2 separate regions of the Zea mays genome follow, and region 2 is linked to region 1. The links are chromatin contacts, called in public Hi-C maps. All regions are on one chromosome and are shown on one strand. Each heading gives the region's core, a stretch centred on a gene start, on an enhancer-like site or on the middle of the called end of the contact. The rest is flanking DNA. Distances are from core to core; before and after follow the strand shown. Region 1 holds the start of LOC100383578. Region 2 holds the start of LOC103641500.

The links. Hi-C and Micro-C count contacts between places; a contact is called where the count stands out from the background.
Region 2: a contact with region 1 is called in a Hi-C map of leaf, with 7 times the contacts expected there. The contact joins the promoter of LOC103641500 here to the promoter of LOC100383578 in region 1. A contact is called at or near these places in 3 of 25 Hi-C or Micro-C datasets (ear, endosperm and leaf).

What each region holds. Positions count from the first base shown.
Region 1 is chr10:101,518,970-101,521,795 of Zm-B73-REFERENCE-NAM-5.0, forward strand. It overlaps LOC100383578, which reads right to left and starts at 1,562. Exons shown (of 3, transcript NM_001357163.1): 1 at 1,160-1,562; 2 at 677-1,006; 3 at 1-597. The coding sequence starts at 814. The coding sequence ends at 142. LOC113604965 reads left to right here and starts at 2,333. Exons shown (of 5, transcript NM_001158198.2): 1 at 2,333-2,812. The coding sequence starts at 2,541.
Region 2 is chr10:101,908,941-101,911,645 of Zm-B73-REFERENCE-NAM-5.0, forward strand. It overlaps LOC103641500, which reads left to right and starts at 1,424. Exons shown (of 22, transcript NM_001365042.1): 1 at 1,424-2,660. The coding sequence starts at 1,828.

The DNA of each region.
Region 1 (2,826 bases), core at 312-2,811:
CTAATCAAGCTCAAGATACAACATGAACAAATAGCATTACTAATCAAGTTCAAGATACAGCATGAATACATATAACTAGCTTATGTTTTTTCCTCTCCTCCCAAGTTCTCTTGAGCCATGCAAGCTTCCCTTCTGGAATCTTTAGTGTGAGAAACACATCTCGATACTCCTTCTTGATGAGAAGTTGAGTGGCATAGAAATGTCATCACTTCCTTCAACTATCCCAGCTGAGATAACTGATTCCATCATTTCTGTTATCTCTTGCCTAACATGATCATTAGGCGAAGATGTTGCGGAAGACTTGCTTGAACTAGCTTTTTCCACAAATGAATCCACAAAACGCTTGAACTGCATATCTCTAAAATTCTTCTTTGATTTTTTAATTGGGGATTTGTGATCAACACCTCTTTTTCTAGCTTGCTTGTCCTCAACACTTGGAGACACCTCCTCCACATCATCACTATCATTGGCAGGCAATCCTTCTTTTGCCCCTGGAGCCATAGCATATGCATTAGTGCAGGACACCCCATTAAACATTATTTCAAGATCTTCATTCTCCAATGCTGCAAGCCTAAACTTTTTGCATGCTGGCATGGCCTGAAACACAACAACTCTAATAGTTATAACAAGCAACATAACCATTTCATACAATAGAAACAAAGCCAAGGTTGCATACCTCTATCTTTTCTTCCCACCATTCGTCACTAGCTGTAATAGAACCAATCCTTGGATCTCTTCCTAACCCAGACACACTAAGGAGTAGTGTTTTCCATGTTGTAAAGTCAGATTTCAGTGCATCCCAACGGGTTTTCATTTGAACACGGGTGTAATTTCTGCCTGACCATTCATTAAACTTGGCTACAAGATTGGCGTACCCTTTGTTGTTCAAACAACCTTGTGGTCTATTATTTGTCAATACTTATTCCACACATATCTCATTAAAAATTCTAGCAGCACTGAGATCCCATTGAGCATTTGGTTTCCTGTTCTTTGGCATGTTATCCATCTATGCATGATAGGTTGAACTAATTATTCTTGGCTGTTCAGTGACAGAAAAATTGGAGACTTCCAACCTTCTAAATTGCAACTACTTCTTTGACAAAAAAATTACCAGTCACAATGTTCAGATTACCACAAAAGAAAGCACTGAACTAATTACCTTAGCGTCGATCTGGGACAAGCAGCTCGATCTGGAGCAGTTGGGCGTCGATCTGGAGCAGCAGCTCGACCTGGAGCGGTAGGGCGTCGATCTGGGAGCGGCAGGGCAGGGGCACAGAGGACGGAGGCCGGATTTGATCTGGAGCAGGCGTCGTCGATCTGGAGCAGGCGGACAAAGGACGGAGGACGACAACGTCGATCTGGAGCAGGCGGCGTCGAACTGGCGGCGGAGCAGGGGCACAGAGGTTCGCCGGAGAGGGCCAAGCAGGGTCCCGGAGACGAGCGGAGACAGGGGCTACGACGGTGCCCGGTTTCGGCGTCCAAGAAGAGGAGCTGCGCCGTTGCGGCTTGGAGACACGAGCGGGGAGAGGGGCTGAGGCTTGGGGAAAGTCGTGGCTAGGGTCTGGTGCCGTGGTGCGGGAGGGATGAGAGAAATCAGACCTTTTTATACTATGGAAAATGTGGGTAAATATGTATGAACTTTAGGGGTACTTGGACCGCATAAGCGGTGGAAAGCAGGGTGCCCCCCCCCCCCCCCCCCCCCCCCCCCGCTTGTGCTGCCCGCGGGTTTTACGAAGAAAAATTGCGCGCTGGTTTGCTCCACAGTTGGAGAATCTGGATGTTTGGCACACTAAGCGCTGGTTGAGAAGCGGAGCCAAACATGGCCATAGTCCAATTTCAGGGAATTGAGCCTCTGATTCCATATTCCAATTCCGTGTGCAACCAAACAACAGAATTTTGGAAAGTTGATTCTAATTCTCAATTTTGAGCTTCAATATCGACATCCGAACGGGATATTAGGCTATTGAATTTATGAGCATAAATTTTTCATTTTTGTGAGATTTTTTAGGAATTATCTTTTTTTCCCTAGTCGACTAACGTACGTGGAGACTTCAGCAGTCTACAATTAGATATTTCATTTCATGCATAATATAGACTCTCCGTTTCGTTTTAGTTGTCGCTGGATAGTGCAAAATTGAACTATCTAGTGACAACTAAAAAGAAACGGAGAGAGTATGTAGTATATTTCGGATTTCACCGTTATATATTCCATCATCCTAACGTCCTTATGATGTCATCAGCTGTGCCGGCCGGCCCAGGATCAATCAGGATACACACGCCCTGACGCCCATGAAGTCGTTGAGAGGTAGCCGTCAGCACCCACTTCACTTTCGGCGAATTGTCTACCGTGCAAGTGCAACTGCGGCACTCGTTCTGTGCCTGATGATGCTCTAGCCTCCGGAGATTCGATCGTATATATTCTCCTCCCTGGCCGTGTCCAACGAGTAGTAATTAGTTTGTTCCCGTGTCCGTGTTTTGGTTGAATAATAAATTGACGAAAGAGGGCCACGTATAGCTTAGAGAGAAGCTAGCTAGCTGAAATGGAGGCTAGCAGCCGCCGCCGCGTCTCACTTGTGCCACTGCTGCTGGTGATCATCGGGTGCTGTGCCTGCCGCGCCCAGATCCCGATCCCGGCGAGGACGGACGGGTTCGTGTACGGCGGGAAGCCGCCGGCGTGGGGCGAGACGGTGGTGGTAGAGGCGTTCTTGGACCCAGTGTGCCCCGACAGCCGCGACGCGTGGCCGGCGCTCAAGAAGGTCGTCGAGCACTATAGCTCACGCGTGTCCATCGTCGTTCACCTCTTCCCGCTGCCGTGAGTGCAACTTA
Region 2 (2,705 bases), core at 174-2,673, 390 kb after region 1:
TTGAGAGGGGTTGATTGCAACCCTCGACCGTTGGGACGCCACAACGTGGAAGTAGGCAAGTGTTGTACTTGGCCGAACCACGGGATAAACCACTGTGTCTACCTGTGTTGATTCTCTTGTGGTTATTGTGTTTCGCTAAGACTCTTCTCTAGCCACTTGGCAATACTGTGCTAACGCTTAACCAAGTTTTTGTGGCATTAAGTTCAAGTTTTACAGGATCACCTATTCACCCCCCTCTAGGTGCTCTCAGTTATATATGGGCTCAAGTGTGCTAAATCACTGCCAGCCGGGTGGTTTTCATACTTGATCTCTTATAAATCTGGTCGAGTCGTCGCACCGAGCCTGTTCGCTTGGCTTTAATCCGTACTGGCTTCTACTGTTTCTACAATGTTTTTGTCTTTATGAATCACAACTGTATCAGTCCGAACAACTGACTTTTATCCAAAACGAACAACCCCACCAATCAAAAGTTTAGGGCTCAGACCTTGTTTGTTTACCCTCTATATTATATAATCCAGCTTAAATAAGTTAAACGGTAAACGAACAACACAAATCTAGATGTCTAAATTATGATAATTCATAAGCTGATCTTATATAATCTATAAGCTAGTTTATATAGTCCTAGACACAAACAAACAACGACTCAAACAACACAATCATATATATCACAAATATATTTTACCCACAAAAAACATCATAAAATCCAATACGAAATAGGGGACTACGGGCATGTTTGGTTCAACTTTTTTCTGACCAGCTTTTCTGAAAATCTGGCTGTGGGGAGAATCTGAGTATCATTACGATTATGTGTGAAGGAAGATAAAGTTGTTCATAGGGATCAGGATCTAGAAAATGACGGATTCCTACTATTACAACGACTAAACCGATTATATGTTTATATTGATTTTGGATGGTTTTTGTTCCAACGAATTTTATAGAAGCTGGCTAAAAAGTTGAGCGTTTGACAGTCCACAACAGTTTTTGGTGGCCAGAAGCTGCCAGAAGCCGAAACAAACAGGCTTTAGGATATAAGAGATCTGTGTCCCAGTCGTAGCCGGTAGCCGGTTGCATTGTTTTAAGATTGATATTTTGACTTATCTGGAAAAGATAATCAAAACTAAAAGAAAGCTCCCGACCACTCTCCAGCGATGCAGCCCGTAGTCTAGAACCACACGCCACGGCCACGCCCGCCGAGCTCACCCGTACCCGGGATCGCGACGGAGACCCCACCGCGGCCAATTTTATTTTTCTCGCGGGAAGGAAGAAAATAAATTCTCGCTCACGGTCACGGGCTCAAGGTCACGGCAGTCAAAATGGAAGATAGGGATGAGGAGCAGAAGAGGAAACACAGCGTGCCGTGGACTCATCTCTCGCTGGCCGCTGCTGCAGCTGCGGAGCTGCCACTGCCTCCGCGGGCTCCACCGGGGCAAATCGCCCCTGCTGGAGAGGCTGGAGCGTCTCTTCGCCTTCTCTCTCTACTTTCTCTGTCCTCGCCACTCACAAGTCCTCGCCAGCGGCAGCAAGCACACTGCGCTTCCTCTTCCGCTCCCTCCACTGTGTGACTCGCCCATCATCCATCACCCTCGCCGTGCGCGCGCGGGCGCTAGGCTTTGGAGATCTCTCGCTTGGCTTCCGAGATCCGCGCCGATCCGCCCGCCGCCGCATTCTCCTCGGGCGTGGCGGTTGCGTGCGCCGCCGCCGCACGATCCGTTTCCTTCCGGCGCTGAATCGGGGGACGCTGCCAGCGAGCGGGGCGTTCCGGTTTCTCTGCTCGCTTCCGCGCTCGTGGAGCAGAGCAATGGTTCGGAGTGACCGGCGGCAGCGACGATGAGGTGCGTCGCGTGGTGGGCGGTCCTTCTCGCGGCCGCCTCGTTGGTTGGCGCTTGGGGGAACCACACTGTATCGGCGCTCACGTTGGTATCGGAGACGTGGTACGATGACCGCTTGGCGCTGGTTCCTGTTGAGTTTGGCGGCGGTGACGGCGAGGATGCCGCGGGGCTTCGCAGTGAGCTCCCGTGCCAGACATACTCCGCGAACTCGAGGTCCTGCGAGGAATTGAACGGCTCCGGGTCGTTCAACACCACCTGCGTCATAAGTTCCAGCTCTTCGCTGGACGGTGATCTGTGCGTATATGGCGACGGGAGTGTGGAGATTCGGCCCCATGTCAAGATCATCTGCCCCTTCAGGGGGTGCTACATCACCGTCAATGTCTCAGGGAGCGTCAGGATTGGTGAGCATGTTGAGGTGATTGCAGGGTCGGTAAGCCTGTACGCGGCCAATGTGTCGTTGGATCACCACTCCACCATCAACACCACTGCACTCGCCGGTGAGCCTCCTCCTCAGACGAGTGGGACGCCGCACAGCCTGGAAGGGGCAGGTGGTGGACATGGTGGGAGGGGTGCATCATGTAAAGTGTCAAATGACACCAACTGGGGAGGTGATGTGTACGCGTGGTCGACATTGGATTGGCCTTGGAGCTATGGCAGCATGGGTGGCAGCATGTCCGCCGGTCAGTTTGGAGGGTACGGTGGAGGCCGTGTCATGCTTAGGACATCCGGCTTTCTGAATGTTGATGGACAGGTGCTTGCTGAAGGTGGTGTTGGCAGTCTCAAGGGTGGCGGCGGCTCTGGGGGAAGCATTATAATACATGCTTTCAAGCTGTAAGATCCATGTCACCCAAACTTCTATCTGTTTTTACTATGAGT